Linked DNA regions of Mus musculus: regions 1, 2, 3, 4 and 5 are each linked to region 6. Evidence: chromatin contacts called from public ChIA-PET, HiChIP or PLAC-seq and promoter capture Hi-C data. All regions are on one chromosome and are shown on one strand. Each heading gives the region's core, a stretch centred on a gene start, on an enhancer-like site or on the middle of the called end of the contact. The rest is flanking DNA. Distances are from core to core; before and after follow the strand shown. Region 1 holds the start of Hsd17b14 (hydroxysteroid (17-beta) dehydrogenase 14). Region 2 holds the start of Ntn5 (netrin 5). Region 3 holds the start of Dbp (D site albumin promoter binding protein). Region 4 holds the start of Sult2b1 (sulfotransferase family, cytosolic, 2B, member 1). Region 5 holds the start of Mamstr (MEF2 activating motif and SAP domain containing transcriptional regulator). Region 6 holds the start of Cd37 (CD37 antigen).

Region 1 (3,223 bases), core at 162-2,661, 320 kb after region 6:
CTCCCAGCGAGCCCCAGTGGCCTGTGTGACACCCGTGGCTTATTTTCTGTAGTCCCAGGCACTCTGCAACCTGCTCACCAGTACCTGGAGGCCACCGGGAGCGAGTGCTCAGCCTCTCCCAGGCTCTAGCTACAGAGGCTTCCCAGTGGCACAGGCTGATGGCAGGTGAGGCGCCCAGGCTCTGAGGGAGGAAGCCTGGAAGTGTGGATGTCACGTGATTAAGTTAACACTGCTCCTTATCCCTTTAGCCTCTCCAGGCAGAAATTTGGATACCAGGGGAGACTGTCTCCAGCCAAGCCCACAGCCTCCCAGTGAAGAACTGCCCCAGGTCACCTCGTCCCCAGCTCCTCACAAGGCTACTTCTGCTACCACAGGGTTCTCATGCCAAGGCAGCCGGAGAGGCCTGGCCCCATGGGAGGCCAGGTGGGACCCTGGGAAGGCCCCTCCAGCTCTGACCCAGGAAGAGGGGGCATGGCCCTTCAGAGTCACTCTGCTGCAGTCCAGCTTTTGACTCCCATCTTTATACTGAGCCCTACAAGCTGGAAGCACAACTTTGAGGTGTGGGACCATTCAGGACCACAGGGGAGAGGTTCATTCCAGCATGTATTCTAGGAGGGCCAGGGCCGCTATGGTCAAAGATTGATTTTCCCAACACTGTCCAAAATTGGATGAAAACTTTGAACTATTAGTCAATAAATAGCTTTTATTCTCTCTGTGGTTGTGACATTGTGTTCTGACAAACAAGGGTAAGGGCCCAATCTGCAGTGGTGGCACACGCCTTTTATCCCAGCACTTGGGAGGCAGAGACAGGTGGATTTCTGAGTTTGAGGCTAGCCTGATCTACAGAGTGAGTTCCAGGACAGCCAGGGCTATACAGAGAAACCCTGTCTCGAAAAACAAACAAACAAACAAACAATATGGGTCTGAGGGAGGAGGCTGGAGCCTGAATCAAGCCAGAAGAAGTAGCCCTGGTCTTACAAGTCAAAGGAAAAAAAAAAAAAAAAGAAAAAAAGCCGGGTGTAGTGGCGCACGCCTTTAATCCCAGCCCTTGGGAGGCAAAGGCAGGCGGATTTCTGAGTTCCAGGCCAGCCTGGTCTACAAAGTGAGTTCCAAGACAGCCAGGGCTATACAGAGAAACCCTGTCTCGAAAAACCAAACCAAACCAAACCAAAACAAAACAAAAAAAACAAGTCAAAGGGAGCAAGGCTGAAGTCAGTCTGAGGAGGCAGAGCTGGGGTGAGGGTCCCTGAGTCTGAAGGAGGACTGTCAGTTTGGGTACCCTGGGACTGAAAAAGAAGGGCTAGGAAGGAGAGTCCTCAGTTCTCCCAGGTGTGCCTTCCTAGAAACACCCCCTCCCAAGGTCAGCCTTCAGTGACCCAGCCTGTATATCTGGTTCCACCCCACTGCTTCTCTGGACTGTGGAGGTGGGAAGAGGTCCAGAGGGCGTGGGATACAGCTGGGGATGGCTGCAGTAACCCGATATTCTGGGAAGGTGGTGGTGGTGACTGGAGGCAGCCGGGGCATCGGGGCTGCGATCGTGAGAGCCTTCGGTGAGTAAGGGTCTTCCCGCCTGCTGTCTGAATTGTTGTAGGAGAGAAAGGATGACTGACAGAGGTTCCCAGAGTGGGAGGAGGAGACTCAGGTTCATTTCTGTAATGATTTATTTGTTCTTAAATGATTTGTTTATTTTTATTTTCCTCTGCATTGTTGTTGAATCTGGCTGAGAGTATTAGATCCCTTGGAACTGGAGTTACAAACAGTTGTGAGCTGCCATATGGGCACTGGGAAATGAACCTGGGTCCTTTGGAATAGCAGCCAGTGCTCTTAACTGCTGAGCCATCTCTCCAGTCCCTCAGTCCATTTGGATTGTTGGGTCTTTGCTGATAGGTTGGTCATTAAAAACTCTTCCTTGGGCTGGAGAGATGGCTCAGCGGTTAAGAGCACTGACTGCTCTTCTGAAGGTCCTGAGTTCAATTCCCGGCAACCACATGATGGCTCACAACCATCTGTAATGAGATCTGGCATTTCTGGAGTGTCTGAAGACAGCTACAGTGTACTTACATATAATAAATAAATAAATCTTAAAAAAAAAAAAAAGTTCTTCCACTGGCCTGGCAGTGGTGGCATATACCTTTAATCCCAGCACTTGGGAGGCAGAGGCAGGCGAATCTCTTGAATTTTAGGCCAGCCTGATCTACAGAGTGAGCTCAGAACAGCCAGGACCATACAGAGCAACTCTGTCTCAAAAATATAAAAATAAAAAAAAAAATCTTCCCTGGATCGGTTCCTAGCTGCAAATGATAGCTTTGAGAGTATTATTGCCTATCGGTTTGGGATTTTTCTAGAATCCAGGATGGGGGCCAACAGCAGCTTAATGAAAAAGGTTATTTGTTGCAAGATTCTGCTCTTGTAAGAGGACTGAAGCCAGTCACAAGAGCCGCTGGAGTGGCAGGTGCTCTGGGTGGTGGCCAGCAGAGGGCACCAGAGATGGTGAGGAAAGTCTGCAGGGCTTGTAACCTTGTTCTCTTCTTTTGGCAGTGGACAGTGGGGCTCAAGTGGTTTTCTGTGACAAGGATGGTGAGTGATTCAGTGTTCGATTCTCCCTTGCCTCCTCCATCGAAAGGGATCCGCGCCTAGCTCTCCTCCCTTGAACCCAGCTCTGCTTCCTCGGACCCAGGAATTCAAGTCCTGGCTTTCTTCCCTCCCATCCAGGGCTCTTCCCTAGCCCTCTACCCTCAGACTCTGGTGTCCAAGCCTCAGCTCTCCTTCCTCAGACCCAAAATCTTTCTCCTGCAGAGGCTGGGGGCCGGGCTCTGGAGCAGGAACTCTCGGGCACTGTTTTTATCCCCGGTGACGTGACACAGGAAAGAGATTTGCAGGTGAGTGTTTTCTGTCCCACACCTGGTCTCCAGTCCCTCTTTCCAGCTACCCATGCCCAGGACAGCTCAGTCCCTCTGCCCTGCTCTCCCTCCCATCTTTAGGAATGAACAAAACACTTGCTTCCTGTATCAAATTTCTGACTTCCCTGCACTCAGAATCTGTTATGTGCCTCCAGGTTTAGCCCCAGTCTGGGCCTCTGTCTCTCTGTCTGTGTATCTCAGCTCCCCACCACCCTCAGGGTCTGTAGACCCTCCTTCTGAGGCTCTGCCTTATACACACACCCCTCTCCAAAGTTTTCTAAGGTGGTGTGCTGATAAGTGTTATATCAACTCTACCCAAGCTA
Region 2 (3,109 bases), core at 208-2,707, 450 kb after region 6:
ACAGCACAGCACACACACCAAGTCTCACAGAAATACAATGCTCGCCAGCACTACACTGCCTCACTTGCCCGCAAAGCAAACCCATCCTCCCCCACCCCAGCTCCTTCTTTTCTCATTGCAGTCATTTTCTTTCTCCTGGCTCTCTAGCCAACTCGAAGTGGATCGCCCAGCCCAGCCAGAGCACCAGGGAGCAGAGCTGGGCCAGAGAACCTGGGCAGAGAAGAGAAAGGGCTCAAGATGGCTTTGGGAGAGGGAGTGGATCTCGGAACACTTCCTGGTAAAGGCAGCAGCTTTGGGAAGTGCTCTGTTGCTGCCATCTTGAGGTGACGCCCAGCCTTCATCCGGCTATGCCGAGAGCGCCCTCTGGAGGCTGTTCCACAGCAAGGCCTGGAAGACTCAGTGGAGAGGCTGTGCTACCCACCTCCTTTGCCTGAGGCTGCAGACAGAGACCCTCTACTGTGGAGAGCAAACAGGCCTGAGCTCTCCCGAGGCTTGACCCTGTGAGGGTTAGGGTCTCGATACTTGGGGAGCTCCATAGCACCTCTGAATTAAGGACCAGCCACTTCCTGGGTGGGCTTGGCTTCCCCACAGCTGATGCTTTCTGGGGGTCCCCCAGCCAGCTCAGGCACCCAGAGCAAAGTGAGGAGGAGAACTCCCTCTGGAGACAGCGTAGGGACTTACCACGCTAGGCAGGCAGGATCCTGCAGCAGACCCAGACCTTCTCTGGATGTCTGACAGCCATCTGTCCTGCTCCACAGCGAGCCATTCGCAATTGTCTACAGAACAGACCAGCTTCCCGTCTTTCTGTCTAGAAGGTGGCCTGACAGTGCCAAGGCTGGGGCAAACCGGGGAGGACTTGCTGGACCCACAAGTCCCACGTGTCACCCTATGGCTCACACAGCCCTTGCTGGGGACATGGGTCTCAGATGTGGGATCCGTTGGCCTGAGCCTTCTCTTAAAGCTTAGTCCTCCTGCATCTGTGGGTCTTGTAGCTCTCATTTGTCCTTGTCCCTGCTCCTCTAAGATCCCAGCCTCAAGGGTCACCCGGCAGTACAGAGGGATCTCTTACTCCCAGGGCACCAGGTCCCTGAGTCTTGTCCTGGGCCAGTTCTGCACACTGGCAAGACAGTAGCTATGAATGGGGTGGGTGCTCAGGAACAAACCACACATATTCTCATCTTGCTCAGAGAGAAACCACAACACTCAAATGTTCAGACACAACAAGTTGTGGAAGTGTTTCAGGCTAAAAGCCCTGGGGCCTTTATCCACCAGTGGCTGGGGGGAGGGGGGAGCTGCCTTTGGCTTTTGCTACCTTCTTTTCCTCCCCAAGTTCAGCCAGGCTGAAAGTCTTCTCCGCTGCCCTCCTTGCAGGTAGCACTGGCCTCTGGTTTCCCCTACAGCTGATCTGAGGCTGGGAATTTTAGAGCTTGAAAGCAACTGACCTTAACACCGAGTTAACGCACTTGGGGCAGGAGGATGCAGGATGGGGAGGGGCTGGCTGGCTTGGGGTCGGCCAAAAGCAGGGGCTGGCAAGCTAAACTCCAGAGGTGCTGGGGCAAGTGGGAACAGGCCAGGACCCCAATCCCAGAACCCCAAGCTGTAGTCATACCCCTACCTGCTTGGATCCTTCTAGGCCGGCTTGTTTGGGGCCACCAAGCTTCAAGCCTGCTGGGGGCGACAGTGCTCCTGTCCCACGCAGTCTCGGGTGGCATGGCTGGCAAGGGTCCCTGTGGGAAAGCGTGGCTGCTGTTGGCTAGGGTTTGGGTGGGCGGTAGTGTTGGATTCTGCGGGCTCTGCTTTCAGCTCCCGCCCAGAACCCCCACTAGCCTGGGCCTGAGAACAGCCACTCTCACTCCTCCCGAGAGCCCTCCAAGTGCTTCTCCTACAGAAGAGTGTGGGGATGACCGACTACAGGACACTCTTTTCTTCTCCAGGCAGGTTTGACCAATGGCTGGGCCCTAATAGCCAGGTAGGAGGTGCATGCTGAAGAGGGGCAGGCAGGCAGAGTCCCTTATGGATCCCACTGGCCCAGGGAATTTGGATGGGCCTGCCACTGAGAGGTAGGAATGCTGTAGGCCCAAACGGGCAAGGGCTAGTTTCTGCCTAACCCCAAGAACACAGAGAACTCACAGCCTGGTACTTCACGGTGTTGAGAGCCGGAAGGTGGGACCTTGAAATTACCTAGCAAGAAACGTGTTTACATGAGGGGCTGGGGTGGGGGAGGCTATGGGTGCATAATGGCTCAGACTCCCGGGGGCAGGGAGTCTATGGACTGGGCAAGGGAGGCACCCTGCCTGGGAAATGTCAGTGGAGCACAGGGCTCTGATGTCTGGAGGTAAGGGTACATGCAGGGGGCTCAGGAAAGTCCCAAGATCCCCAGTCCTATGTGGGGGAAGCTGAAAGCCTTAGTCCTCTGGCTCCTAGCACTCCTTAGGCTCTGGATTTCTGGTTTCTAAGTGCCTTGGCATCGGGCACACACCTTATGCCACCTCCTGCTTTTTTTCCTCCCATATCATCTACCCCCAGCACTGGCCCCCATCTGCTCGGGGGCTGAGTGCTTGTGGAGTGTGGAGGGATTTGGGTCCAGGTCTGAGATTTGGGGTAGCAAGTGGGGCCACCTCCCAGCAAGTCCCAGAAAAGTAAGTGCAGGGCCCCAACACCCTGAGCCCTAAAGGAAGGCCAGGCTCTGCCTTCCCAGTACCTGAGGGGTCTGCTCTCTAACTCCAAGGCTTTGTTGGTTTCCAGCTCCTTCAGCACCACCTTCCCTCAGCACTCTTCTCTGGCTACACACCTGGAGGGGAAAGGGTTAAGGGTGGAGGGCTGGAGTGGGTGGCAGAGAGGCCAGGGTTTTTTGGCAATAATCCGCCTTCCGTGCCCTGGGTGTGGAGAACAAGGTTAGAACCCCATGTGGGAAAGGCTTCCACTCTGACCCACGTGGGCCAAGGCCTCTTCTTCTGATTTTCTGCCAGGCAGTAGTAGCTCTCCTCTCCCTCTCGAGCCTCCCCTGGGCTTTCATGCCTGTCTCTGAGCCTACCTGCTCTTCCCTCCCAGCCCCAGAGCCTCTAGCTTCATGCCATCCAACTACCCAGCCGGACACCCGGTCCTCTGC
Region 3 (3,080 bases), core at 504-3,003, 470 kb after region 6:
CTCCTGTTCCCAGAATCCTTCGGCTTCATCACCTATCAGGGATCTCTCAGCACTCCTCCGTGCTCTGAGACTGTCACCTGGATCCTCATCGACAGGGCTCTCAATATTACCTCCCTCCAGGTGACTGACACCCCCACCCCCCCCCACCCCCGTGTGTGCATGCTACTCCTGTCCTGAGCACCACCCCGGTCCACTCACCCGTGGTTTCTCTTGAGGCAGATGCACTCCCTGAGACTCCTGAGCCAGAATCCCCCCTCCCAGATCTTCCAGAGCCTCAGTGGTAATGGCCGGCCCTTGCAGCCCCTGGCCCACAGAGCCTTGAGGGGCAACAGGGACCCCCGGCATCCCGAGAGGCGCTGCCGAGGCCCCAACTACCGCCTGCATGGTATGCTTAGTGTGTCCCCTCCTTCTCCACGTCCTGATAGTCTGCACTTATTCCCAGTGGTTGTCTCAGTGTGATACATCCCTTGTCCTTTCTCACCTCTCCATATGGAACAGCCTGCTGCAGCCCACCCCTCTTTGCAGCTTAGTCTAAGGCCTGACACCCTGTTTTCCTTGTGGTACAATTACATACTGGTCCATGCCCTCTGCCTACTGTTACTTGCCAAGATGGTACGGTCCAGGTCACCTGTTTACAAATGGTATGACCCTACTTAGAGCTGTAGTCTTTCTGCTATTCCCTTTCTGAGAATCAGCGTGGTACAATCCCTCTGTCTTTCTTACTGCCACTGTGGCTCGGCCCCGGGAAATCGGTTAGTTTCTTGTCTGGTTTCTCAACATGGTACAGCCCAGAAGACCATATCCTCTCCATGTACCTTTATGCAAACCAGCCTATTCTGCACGTCCCATGTGGCCTTCTTCCCTCCCTACATGGTCTGGTCCAGGAGCTGATCATTCCCCCAACTTGGTATATTCCATTCCCCCTTAGCAGCCTGACTAGTAGAGTCCTATGTGCTCAGCTCCCACACCCCTCAAGCCGGTGCTTCCCTTTGCAGTGGACGGTGGTCCTCACGGTCGCTGAGACTCCCCAACGAGGATTACGCCCGCCTGTTCTGAGTTTCCTCACCAGGGGAGGGGATTCACCCCAAAACAAAGCTATTAAAAGGACTGAATGTTTCCGGTTTCTCGGTGGTTTATCAGTCGCGATTGAGGAACATCTAGATATTAAAAAAAAAAAATCCTTCCCGAAGCCCACTTCTTTCTGCCTTAATCTGCTCTAATTGATGTTCTGCTTTTTTTCCTCAATGAGTCTGTGAACACTCGGCTCCTTTAAGAGGTACCCCTCTTGCCCCACACCCGCATCCGATAGCACGCGCAAAGCCATGTGCTTCCCCCTTCTTCCTGCCTCATTGGCCCGAAGTGGGTCACGGTCCCGCCTCCAGCGCCTCCTCCCATTGGCCAAATATAGGTCAGTGTCCCGCCTTCTTCCAAAAGGCGAGGCAACTACACAAGTTCAGCCCCTCACGCGCCTCCAGGGTCTTGGCATATCCCTTCATCTCATTGGCTGAGCGTCTCAAGGGCTCGAGACGTGATTGGTTCTTGCCAGAAGCCGGAGGAAGGCACGCGGCTGGGGTGCATGGCCCAAGTGGAGGGAGGGGGCCCGGAGGAGGGGCGCGCGCTCTGGCGTCCGGTGTTTTGGTTTAGATTTTTTTTTTTCCGCGAAAGAAGTTTGCTTTGGCCACGCCTCAAGGCTGCCACCTCCTCCTGCCCCCTCCTCCGCCCCTGGGTGCACACCTCTGGGTGCAGATTGCAAAGCTCCTTTCTTTGCGAGAAGTGCAAAATTGGCTAGAGCCAGAGACTCGCCCACTTGGTACAGAAGGAGCGCGCGCCTGTGTCCCTTGGGGACCCACAGTTGCAAAGAGACAGCTGCTTGATTTGGTCACCCACTCGCCCAGACTATAGGAGCCTCCCGGGACAGTCTTTGAGTTGCACCTTTCTGCAGAACTGACTGGTTGAACCCCCGCAGCGCTCTTAGGATTTGAAGCGTCCTGATCCTGGAGGCTTGCACGCCGCGCTCTCCCGACTCTGGGACACATTCGCCCGAACCACTGGAGTGTGCGGGTGACTGACATATCATCTCATCTCTTCGACTCTCCATGAGCTCATGAACCTGGGAGCAGGTCCACGGCAATGGCGCGGCCTCTGAGCGACAGGACCCCGGGCCCCCTGCTGCTGGGTGGCCCGGCTGGGGCCCCCCCTGGCGGGGGAGCGCTGCTTGGGCTGAGGAGCCTTCTGCAGGGAAACAGCAAGCCCAAAGAACCGGCCAGCTGTGAGTTCTAGTCCCACTGTGTTAGGGACTCAACTGTTGGGGTGGTGGTCCACGGCACCTATCAGCTAGGTGTCCCATCTTTGCTAGTCTTCATTAGGTCACTTAGGTCTTCCAGTCCATCAGCCTCCAGGACCAAATCTGACGCCTGGAGGGCCTAAGGGTCAAGTCCCTGGAGTGTTCCTACTTGAGGACAGAGTTTAGGTGCCAGACCCCTCTTTCTTTCCTTTGGCCTCAGAGTCTGGACCCCTGGAGTCCTAGGGGAAGGGAGGGGGTGTGTCGGATGCTCACACGGTGCAGACACGGGCTTGGGCGGGGCCTCGCAGGGTCACATGGAAACTAGGGATGAGGAATGTGCCTGAGCAGTGGAGCCCCTTCCAGCCCCAACAGACTGTGGGGGAGGGGATGAGGGTGCTGGGGGTGGGAGAATTACTGAGCTGTCACTTTTTCTTTCTCACCTGCCCAACCTTTCACCCACCCTGTCACTAAACCCTTCTTTCTAAACTTCCATCCTCGTTCTCTGGGTCGCTTGTGCTTGTGTTTCTTAATCCCCTCCCGGGCCCCTAACCCTATCCTTCTGTATACTTTTGCCTTTTCCCCCTCTCCGGGTCCCCGTCTCCCTGACCCTCTATTGCTGGGGCCTTGTTCTCTTTTCTCTCTGGGTCTCCCCAAGCCCCGTCTTTATCCCTCTCTTCTTTTTCTGGGTTCTCTCCCTGCCTGTACCCACCTCCCTGGGTCTTTGCCCTACGGCTCCCGTCTCCTCACTTCTCTGTATCTCCGCCATATCTCTAACTTGGGGTCCCTCCTGTGTCCC
Region 4 (3,084 bases), core at 561-3,060, 500 kb after region 6:
TAATTCCTTTTGTGTCTGGCTCCATTTTTTTTAGCATGATATCTATAAGGTTCATACTTGTACTCGGTGGGGTGAGTTAGGGCTTTTTTGGGTTGGTTTGTTTGTTATTTTATTTTTTCTTGATTTTGGTTTTCTGAGACAGGGTTTCTCTGTGTAGCCCTGGCTGTCCTGGAACTCACTCTGTAGACCAGGCTGGCCTCGAACCCAGTCTGTACCTGAGGATGACCTTTAACTCCGACCCTCTTACTTTCCCCTCCAACATGCTGGGATTACAGATGTGCACCATGTAGCCAGCCCTCCTAGTTCGCCTCAGCTGCCAGCACAGCCCAGAATTACCCAGATCTCAGCTGAGCTGGGGGGTTGACTCCATTGGTCTGAGGACATGTTTGTGATAGATTGTCTTCTTTTATCATTGTTTATTTGTTTAAATATGTTTTTTGTTTATTTACTATTTGTCTCCCCATGTAGCCCTGGCTGGCCTCGAACTCACCTGCCCCTGCCCTCTTAGTGCTGAGATTAAAGACATATGCTGCCCGGGGGCACACTCTTGATAGCTAATTGATAGAGAAGGTCCTAGCCCACTCAGGGCAGTGCCCCTCCTGGGCAGGGGCCTGGGGTTTATAGAGTTAGCTGAGCAAGCTCTAAGGAGCCAGGCAGTCACAGCAGGATCCTGTGTGATTTCTGCTTCTGTTCCTGATTGCGTTGCTTCTCTGTGATAAGGCTGGGGCCTGGAAGTGTAAGCCACACAGGGCCTGTCTTCCTTCGGTTGCTTTTGGTCAGGTGGTCTATTACAGCGACAAAGAGAGAAGCAGAATGCGCAGTGGCTTTCCTTCTCTGTGAAGACTGTGGAGTAGTCTGCATGCGAATTCACACGAAATGAGGAACCTCCTCCACAGACACGCGCGGTTCCGAGAACAAGCAACAGCCAGGGCAGACAGAGCGCTCAGAGAGAGCCAGATTAACCTTCCAGTGGATAAGCAGAGGTTTACCCAGTGACACTGTGCCCAGCAGCACACACCTGCCATTCCAGAACCCGAGACACTGAGACAGCAGGACCAGCTGAGGTTCAAGGCCAGCCTGGGCTACATGAAAACCTTTCTCAACAAAAATGAACAAATTACCCAGCAAACCATGCGCGGCTGGTGGCACTCAGTGCTGTGAAGGCTTGGGAGACAGGGAAGGATTGGGGACACTGTGGCAGCCCTAGAGGGGAGGGGACATTAGCTAGGCCTTCAGAGTCTCCCTGGAGCAGGGACTTAGTGCGCAGTGCAAAGGAAGGTACTGTTAGCAGAGGACAAGCTGCCGGGTTCTGCAAAGCAGGCTCCTCCCCTTCCTCCTCCCTTCTCTCCTCCCTTCCTCCCCAGCCCAGACTAGCACTACCGGTACCTGATTTGGGGTAGGTGACAATGAAGATGTCGTCGTCCCGCACGTTGCTAGTGTTCTCAGCCAGACTGAGGCTCTCCGGTGAGTACATGCCGACAGGAAAAGGGATACCTTTGTATCTGAAGTATTCACCTCCAAAATTCCAGCTGAAAGAGGGGAAGGGCACGTGTAAAGAAGACCAAGGAGGTGGGCAAGAGTCGCAGGGCCCTCCATTCACACGCCAGTGAGGAGTGTCCTTTCTCTGAGCCCCGTGTGTCCACCTGAGGAGTAGATCCACTTCAACTCCACCACAGCAGTCCCGTGATGTCATACTGTCGCCCCCACACTATGGGTGTAGAAAGCTGAGCGTGGAGGGTGGGAGTGACTCGCCCAAAGCTACGCTTCTGGTAGGAGGAAGGGTACTTCATGTCTGCAAAGTGGAGCTAAGTGTTCTCCTTATGTCTATTCCACATCCCAACCCTGGAGGGCGACACCACGTCATCAGGCCATTTTCCGAACGAGGAACCCAAGCCAAAGGTGGCAGGTGCCCCCGCCAACGCTGCACGCTGCAGAGCCCATGTGAGAACCCACGATGACTCACCGAGAAGCTAAAACGATCTAGCTGTTTGTCCCAAAGCCATGACGCATTTACGCAGCCACGAAACCGAGTTTCCAAAGAGAAGACTGAACCTAGACCTTTCAGAATGGTGCAAGAAGTGGTCCACTACGGAGCCCCGCCCCATCCCCCCCCCCCCCGCACTGTGAGCCCCGCCCACAGCCCTCTATTAATTTGTTGGAGACAGAGTCTCACTAAGCTGTTCTGGCTGGTCTTGAACTTTTGATTCTTGTGTGTCAGCCTCCTAAGTAGCTAGGATGACAGATTTGGGCCACCAGGCTCATGTGGGACACATATTTTATCTACTGATTTTTTTGTACTGATGGAGCTTGAGCCTTGATGCTGACACATTAGGCTATCACTCGACCACCACGCTACAACCCTTGGTTTCATGTTTTGAGGGAAAAGGAAACCACAGCATATTGCTTTGTTTTGAAGAAACGCACCCACTAAAAGTTCCTAAGAACAGCCTGGCTTCTGGATGCCGCATCTGCTTCGTTCCTCTGACTGGTGGGACCTCTGTGAGTGAGACCAGTGGATCACATCACGCTGGTCATTCCCAAAGGCTGAGACAGGAGGACAGAGAACTAAAGGCCAACTCCAAAAGTACAGGGAGATTTGGACTCAAAAAGGAAAAGACACTGGGGTGTGGTGGCGCACACTTTAAGTCCCAGGCAGAGTCAGGGAGATCGCTGAGTTTAAGGCCAGCCTGGTCTACAGAGTGAGTTCCAGGACAGCCAGGGCTACACAGAGAAACCCTATCTCGGAAAAAAAAAAAAAAAAAGACAGGGTTTCTCTGTGTAGCCCTGGCTGTCCTGGAACTCACTCTGTAGACCAGGCTGGCCTCGAACTCAGAAATCTGCTTGCCTCTGCTTCCCGAGTGCTGGGATTAAAGGCGTGCGCCACCACGCCCGGCTGAGAAACCCTGTCTTGAAAAACGAAAAAAAAAAAAAAGAAGAAAGAAAGAAAGAAAGAAGAAAGTTTGTAGTGGTAGAGCCCCTACCTAGAATCCCCATTCCAGCTTACACTTCTACATTGCTGTTCATCACTAAAGGAAGTCAGGACTGGAACTCAAGCAGGTCAGGGAGCAGGAGCTGATGCAGAGG
Region 5 (3,128 bases), core at 585-3,084, 400 kb after region 6:
CTGGCTGCAATTATAACAGTAGCAGGGCTTGCTTACTTTGCGGTCCCCTTCAGTAAGTTAAGAAGAGTTCAAACATTTCATTGTTTTTTTTACTTAGACTTAATCTCTTAGCCTCGTCTCTCCACATCTCTTGCCCTAACCCAACTAACAGAGGGATAGGTTTCTCAATCCTCAGAAATCTCCCAAGGTTCCCCAGCCCATCCTCAAGGTTCCAGGGTACCTGGGACCCTATTTTCCTGGTAATGGGCCTTTTTTCCCTAGTTTTCTTGGCTTTTCAAGATAGGATTTCTCTCTGTAGCCCTGGCTGTCTTGTAACTCTGTAGATCAGGCTGGCCTCGAACTCAAAGAGATCCACCTGCCTCTGCCTCCAGAGTGCCGGGATTATGTGTCACCTCCTCCCCCCTCCCCACACACACGTTTTAGCTAAAATTCCCGTCATCCTTTGAAACACAGGGAACCCAGTCTCATCGTTTCTTACTTAAGGAGATAGACCACCTCACACTCATGCTGAGTTTTTAATTCGGTTTTCCTCGTACTCACAGGGGATATCTTTGAAAGTTTTTCCTCGCACCCTCCGCTCATCCTGCCCCTGGGCAGCTCACGCCTGCGCCTCACCGGCCCTGTGACAGATGACGCATTGCATAGAGAACTGCGCAGGCTCCGTCGCCTCCTCTGGGATCTTGAACAGCAGGAGCTGCCAGCCAATCATCGCCATGGACCCCCGGTGGCTTCGACACCTTGAAAACCAATGAGAAAGGAACGCGCGCAGCTTGAAACTGCATCGCTTCTTAAAAGGGAGCCCGCCTGGGCGTAGAGCATTTTGGGAGTTGTAGTTTTCCCTGCGTAGACGGCTGAGAGTTTGAGTTGTTGGGTTGGTAGACGATGGGACAGTGGGAAGATGGGCTTGGGATGTGAATGCCAAGAAGTAATAAAAATATCTGTGGTATTGACCTCACTTGTCAAGATTTGGGGGCCTTAGCAAAGATTTTTTTTTAAGGTGCCAGGGACTGTGCTTGGAACGTTGGGCGTCTGCCGAGTTTGGGGAGATATTTCTAGCCATGGCCTCAGCTTGCCCTCTAGCACGAAATGTGACCCTGTAGTACTGAGCACTGTCACACAACTCGGAACACAGCCTGGACCATGTTCTTCTGAATATCAGACCCCATGTACTACCAGTGAGAACAGGTCATCACCATCTCCCTCTTACCTACAAAGTCCAAACTTTAGCTTTCTCCCCCCAGTCCTTCCGATGCTGTCTGCCTACTGTGCACACCGCTGACTTCCAACACCCAGCACCTCTCGGGTACTAGTCCTATTCCATCAGATCCAAGAATGCAAACCTCAGCTCTCCTCTCCCATACCAGAGGCCTAAGACTCCGTCCACCACCCTCAGACCCAGAGTCCTGACTTCTGCCCCCTTCCTTTTTAGAACTAGGAGTCTGGGCCTCATGTTTGAACTTTCCCCTCCTCTGAACTTGACTCCTACTGCTGTGTCAGGAAAAAAAGAACCAACAGGTGGCACCTGCCGGCAGGGTCTGAACACGACCACCTGCCGCTGTTGCTCACCCGGGTCCCTCTCTCTGCACCTGCTCCTGTCTGTCGCCAGTGACCGCTCCACCCAACCCACAGCTCGGGACTCGGGGGAGGAGATAGTAAGGGAACCCTCGAAGTGAGCCAGGCCGGTCCTCACGGCGTGTGTGTCCCGCCCCTTTTCTGGGTCCTTGCAGGGCTTCTGATCCAAGGCTCGCTCTCTTGACTCCCACTCGCCCTAGAAAGGGGAGTCGAGGGCGGCCCAAGGCTTGTGGGGTGGAGCCTAAGGTCTCCAGCCTAATCCGGGAGACTCCACCCGCTTCAAGGCACAGCTGAGTAGCTGAGAGGAGCCTACCTGGTGAGAAGCCCCTGGGGTAGATATGGGGATTTTTTTTTTTCATTTTACCCTTCATTCTCCGTTCTGGTTCCCCCTTCTGGTCCCAATATCTTTCCCACAGAGCCCCGTGCATGACACTCAACCCATTCTGTTTCAGGGACCCCTATGTTTCCCAGACACTTGTCATATTCTTTGATTCCCGTCTGTCCTAGAATCTTCGATTCTAGTCCCTAACAGCATGCAGTTCTCGTCCTTAATCTCCTCCTCCTTCAGGGTTCAGACTCCAGACGACTGCTTCCTGCACTTTCAAAGGCCCAGAACTCCAGATTCCAATGCTCTCCCTCTTAGATGCAGGAGCCCATGACGCAGGTCCTTCCTGTACCGCCAAGATCCAGGGATTTAGACCCAGCCCTTTTGCTTCCGACTCAGAACTCCAGGCCCAAAGCCTTCTACAGACACAGCAGTCCATGCCCAAGTACTTCTCCCTCCAGCCAGAACTCCAGGCCGCAACCTTTCTTCAGTCCTAGGGCTCCAGGCCCCAGCCCGTGTCTCTCACACCCGGAGGTTCAGGACCAGCCCTCCTTTCTCAGACCCAAGGGCCCAGAGACCAGTCATCCCCCAAAAGAGCTGATCTGGCCCAGTACTTTTGTCTCTAACCTTTCACACTGTCTCCAAAATTCCCCCAATGGCAGCCTCCCGTCATCCACTTTGACCCTGCCGCGCTCTGGTGGCTCTGGCTTCCTCTGTCCAGGTCTCCACCTCAGCCTTGGCAATGACCCTGGCAGCCTCCTCCCAGCGCTCCCAAATCATCCGTTCCAAGTTCCGCTCTGGTGAGAGGTTGCTTGTCTCTATGCATGTGGGGAGGGGTCCCGGAGCCAGGGCCCAGGGTCCCAGTAACATGATTCTCTGGCATGCGTGAATCGACCAGTGGTGTTCACATACAATGTCACTTGTGCTATGGAGTGGAGTAGTAGATGAATGTGCACATGGCTTGCTAAGCCATAGGTGGTGACACCCAAGAGTGCATATGTTGCAAAGGACTTAAACTGACCTGTAGGCAAAGCAGAGGAGCAAACTGAGACCTGAAGTGCATGTGTGTGTGGCAGGGGGACCAAGAGCTATCAAGCCTTGAAAATGTCATTAGCCAGGATTTGTTGCCAATGCAAAGAGTTCTGAACACTCAGAGAGGAGCAGAAATGTGCACTGGAAACTCTTTGCCCCCAAACTGAGGGTCAAGTCTTGAACATGTGAGTGACATTCC
Region 6 (2,862 bases), core at 111-2,610:
CTCTCTCTCTTTCTCTCTCTCTCTCAGAGAAGATTTCTCTGTGTAACAGCCCTGGCCTTCCTGGAACTCTGTACTCTAGGTGGCCTTGAACTCACAGAGATCTGCCCACCTCTGCCTCCCAAGTGTTGGGACTAAAGACATGTGCCACCATGCCCAGCTGAATCCATTTCTTAAACTTTTTGAGGGCAAAGAAATAAAGGATCGATTTCCTGGACTTTCCTTTCCTTTCCTTTCCTTTCCTTTCCTTTCCTTTCCTTTTTTCTTTTTTCTTGAGACAGAGTCTCAGGTAACTCAGGCTGGCCTCGGACTCAGTAGCCAGGGGTAACCTGGAACCTTGTGATCTTCCCACCTACACCTCCCCATGCTGGAATGTCAGGTGTGGGCCACCACATATATCCTAGAATTGTTCTGAGCGAGGTTCGAATGAAAACGCTGTTCAATTCAGCGGTCAATGTGGTGAGTCTGAGTTGCTATGGTTTTGGTGTCCCCTCCTTAAATGGTTTCCTTGTTATTATTACTTTATTTTTGCTCTTCCCCTTCCTGGCTGTGTGACACCCAGCAAAAGACTTCCCTTCTCTGAACCTCAACAAGGGAGAGTCTCTGAGTTCCAGTCCAAAATGAGACACAGGAAGTATTTGAGAAATAGCTATTATTTCTGTTATTACTGTTCCTAACCGCGACCTCATGGTGCTGTGGTTGTTTTGGAGGCAGGACCTCATTATCCAGCCTGGGCTCCAACCCACTGTGTAGTCTAGGATGGCCTGGAACTCCTGATCTCCCACCTCCTGCGTGCTGGGATGACAGGCATGACCGGCTACATCTGCTTTACACTTCCTACTTACCAGCACACATCCAGCTTACTGGCAGTGCCAGTGGGGTGCCAGTCAGAGCTGGAGCCCTACCTGGGAAGATAGTAGCTATTGAGGGCCTCCCCAGGGCGAGTGAGATATCAGGAGATGCCTTGGGGTGGGATTCTGGGTTCAAGTCCAAAGACCCTCCCCTACTGCGCAGCCCCCCTCACCCACAAAGGACACGAAGCTGGTCTTGTCAATGAGGATCCAGGTGCCGAAGCAGAAAATCAGGCCGCCTAGTACCTAGGGGAAGAGAAGAAATGAGGCTAGGGCGGATCAAGGGCCACTGTGGCCCTGGAACCCCGGCTGGGTAGCCATGAGTAGACTCACAAAGAAGAAGAGGTTGAAAACGAAGAGGAAGTACTTGATGAGGCTGAGGCAACTCTCTTGGGCGGACATCTTCGCCTAGATGGGGAATGACCCACTCGAGAAACCCAGACAGAAGAGGTGTTGGCCGCAGGGGGGAAGGGGAATAGTGGGCAAAGAAAGACAGAGACTGAGAGGCACAAAGGAAACCGGCAGAGAAAGAGGAAGTTCCGGGGGGGTGGAGCTCCACCCCGCCCTGTTCATTTAGTGACTGTCAGCGGGGGCCCTATCTTCTTCAGGGTTCCATCGAGTGCACAGCAGTACCTGAGGGTCCTTGGAATATGTGGGTGCCAGGGACACAATGGGTTCCTCGCAGGTGTCCATAGCTCAGGCAGGGCGCACAGGGGCTTCTGATGGACTTCCACTCACGTGGGTCCTGGGACTTCAAGGTTGTTTCTGCAGAGTTCAACCTCACAGACACTCTGACCTCACTGGCTACTGGCTCCGCCCCCTGCACCCTGTGATCTTCTGCTTAGCACCCATTAGCCTCGAGCCACCGCGCTGTCTCTGCCTCTCTGTCTCTGTCTCTCTGGGCCTTTGCGGTCTCTGTCCTGTGTGTCTCTTTCCCTGGGTCTCTCTCTTTGCTCTCTTTCTTCTAGAGCAGGTGCTCCGATGTGCTTGGGGGCCAGGGTTGGACCCCTGGGGAAGTGAAAGGGCTGCAGAGGAGGTGTGACAGTCCCAGGAGTGAGGAGGGCAGCGAGGCAGTGCCTGAATATCCGGTGGAGGAAGTGAACCTCAGATGGCACTTCCTACCTCTGCGGAGAAACCTGAGGGGAGGAGGCCCCAGAAAAGCCAGGCACTGGAGTGGGGGTCACTTGAGCATACCTAGCATCTTCAAAGTTTCCTATGATGTGCCCAGAAAGAAGTCCCTGACACTTGTCAAGTCCCCAGTTCCTCACAGATTTCTAATGTGGGAAGTTCCTATCACCTATCTACCCAAAGCCTAGTTCTCTGGGACAGCAGCTGCCTTCTGAGACATGTCTCATCTATTTTCTTTCTGTATGTGTATTTGTATGTGTTAGTGTGTGTGTGTGTGTGTGTGTGTGTGTGTGTGTGTGTGTGCGCGCGCGCGCCTTTGGAGGCCAGAGGACAACATTGGAAGCTGTTCATCTTTTTTTAAAAAAATTTTAACGATGTGTGTGTGTGTGTATGTCTGCGCCACATGGTGCTTATAGAGGGCAGAAGATAGATAAATTTTCGGGACTGGGCCTCTCCTGCCACAGGCTGTGCTCCAAGGCAGGTTCTGCCATCTCCAATAAGCCAAGTAAAAGAACCAAATTTCTAGAGGAAACAGAAAAAGGTTTACACACAGTGTGGTCACATTTAGAAGGGCACAAAGCGATCTGGTGATCCCCTTCAATTCATTTTTGGGGTCCCTCACTGAGACTGAGGTGTAAATAGAAGGCTAATGTTATGCATGTCTATGCAGTCCACCATGCGGTCCTACCCACCACTGACCCACCATCGTCTGGGCTTCAACCTCAACCTGTGGTCGCCCAAGCTCTTAGAGCCGTGTGAAATCCTATTCAGGGACACGCTAACCATTGGTTGGCATCTTTTCCCTTTCCCAGCATGAGATTCCTAGGGGGAGATTCCCCTTTCTTTGTGCTTCATTGTCCCAATAATCGGACAGATAGGTTGAGAC

The links. Promoter capture Hi-C pulls out the DNA fragments that hold promoters and counts their contacts. ChIA-PET counts read pairs in DNA pulled down with a chosen protein or histone mark. HiChIP or PLAC-seq counts read pairs in DNA pulled down with a chosen protein or histone mark.
Region 1: a contact with region 6 is called in an H3K27ac HiChIP or PLAC-seq map of large pre-B cells, with 2.4 times the contacts expected there. The contact joins the promoter of Hsd17b14 here to the promoter of Cd37 in region 6. A contact is called at or near these places in 6 of 39 promoter capture datasets (cranial neural crest, frontonasal cranial neural crest, hematopoietic stem and progenitor cells and 2 more), 3 of 115 datasets of contacts at active chromatin or transcription factors (embryonic stem cells, large pre-B cells and memory CD8 T cells) and 2 of 9 other capture datasets (adipose tissue and liver).
Region 2: a promoter capture Hi-C map of liver shows a contact between it and region 6. The contact joins the promoter of Ntn5 here to the promoter of Cd37 in region 6. A contact is called at or near these places in 5 of 39 promoter capture datasets (the C10 cell line, embryonic stem cells, liver and 1 more), 2 of 115 datasets of contacts at active chromatin or transcription factors (bone marrow-derived macrophages and embryonic stem cells) and 1 of 9 other capture datasets (liver).
Region 3: an H3K4me3 HiChIP or PLAC-seq map of bone marrow-derived macrophages shows a contact between it and region 6, with 4 times the contacts expected there. The contact joins the promoter of Dbp here to the promoter of Cd37 in region 6. A contact is called at or near these places in 8 of 39 promoter capture datasets (the C10 cell line, cranial neural crest, embryonic stem cells and 2 more), 4 of 115 datasets of contacts at active chromatin or transcription factors (bone marrow-derived macrophages, embryonic stem cells, memory CD8 T cells and 1 more) and 1 of 9 other capture datasets (liver).
Region 4: an RNA polymerase II ChIA-PET map of effector CD8 T cells shows a contact between it and region 6, with 9 read pairs. The contact joins the promoter of Sult2b1 here to the promoter of Cd37 in region 6. A contact is called at or near these places in 2 of 39 promoter capture datasets (both in liver) and 2 of 115 datasets of contacts at active chromatin or transcription factors (bone marrow-derived macrophages and effector CD8 T cells).
Region 5: a contact with region 6 is called in a promoter capture Hi-C map of liver. The contact joins the promoter of Mamstr here to the promoter of Cd37 in region 6. A contact is called at or near these places in 7 of 39 promoter capture datasets (the C10 cell line, cranial neural crest, embryonic stem cells and 4 more), 1 of 484 Hi-C or Micro-C datasets (embryonic stem cells), 3 of 115 datasets of contacts at active chromatin or transcription factors (all in embryonic stem cells) and 2 of 9 other capture datasets (adipose tissue and pancreatic islet).

What each region holds. Positions count from the first base shown.
Region 1 is chr7:45,553,517-45,556,739 of GRCm38.p6, forward strand. It overlaps Hsd17b14 (hydroxysteroid (17-beta) dehydrogenase 14), which reads left to right and starts at 1,412. Exons shown (of 9, transcript NM_025330.3): 1 at 1,412-1,550; 2 at 2,539-2,577; 3 at 2,797-2,879. The coding sequence starts at 1,463. It overlaps Plekha4 (pleckstrin homology domain containing, family A (phosphoinositide binding specific) member 4), which reads left to right. Exons shown (of 20, transcript NM_001381849.1): 19 at 53-165; 20 at 249-713. The coding sequence ends at 511.
Region 2 is chr7:45,682,565-45,685,673 of GRCm38.p6, forward strand. It overlaps Ntn5 (netrin 5), which reads left to right and starts at 1,458. Exons shown (of 7, transcript NM_001358870.1): 1 at 1,458-1,934. The coding sequence starts at 1,901. Sec1 (secretory blood group 1) reads right to left here. Exons shown (of 4, transcript NM_001271578.1): 2 at 2,702-2,791; 3 at 1,616-1,727. The coding sequence starts at 1,712.
Region 3 is chr7:45,703,494-45,706,573 of GRCm38.p6, forward strand. Dbp (D site albumin promoter binding protein) reads left to right here and starts at 1,754. Exons shown (of 4, transcript NM_016974.3): 1 at 1,754-2,269. The coding sequence starts at 2,131. Car11 (carbonic anhydrase 11) reads left to right here. Exons shown (of 9, transcript NM_009800.4): 7 at 1-120; 8 at 220-385; 9 at 996-1,178. The coding sequence ends at 1,021.
Region 4 is chr7:45,740,668-45,743,751 of GRCm38.p6, forward strand. Sult2b1 (sulfotransferase family, cytosolic, 2B, member 1) reads right to left here and starts at 1,811. Exons shown (of 6, transcript NM_001360784.1): 1 at 1,387-1,811. The coding sequence starts at 1,693. Gm31597 (a long non-coding RNA gene) reads left to right here and starts at 1,295. Exons shown (of 3, transcript XR_391433.4): 1 at 1,295-1,464.
Region 5 is chr7:45,638,143-45,641,270 of GRCm38.p6, forward strand. It overlaps Mamstr (MEF2 activating motif and SAP domain containing transcriptional regulator), which reads left to right and starts at 1,835. Exons shown (of 10, transcript NM_172418.2): 1 at 1,835-1,888; 2 at 2,560-2,697. The coding sequence starts at 2,640. Rasip1 (Ras interacting protein 1) reads left to right here. Exons shown (of 12, transcript NM_028544.1): 12 at 543-950. The coding sequence ends at 742. A030001D20Rik (RIKEN cDNA A030001D20 gene) reads right to left here and starts at 616. Exons shown (of 2, transcript NR_152217.1): 1 at 541-616.
Region 6 is chr7:45,237,479-45,240,340 of GRCm38.p6, forward strand. It overlaps Cd37 (CD37 antigen), which reads right to left and starts at 1,361. Exons shown (of 8, transcript NM_007645.4): 1 at 1,182-1,361; 2 at 1,022-1,094. The coding sequence starts at 1,250.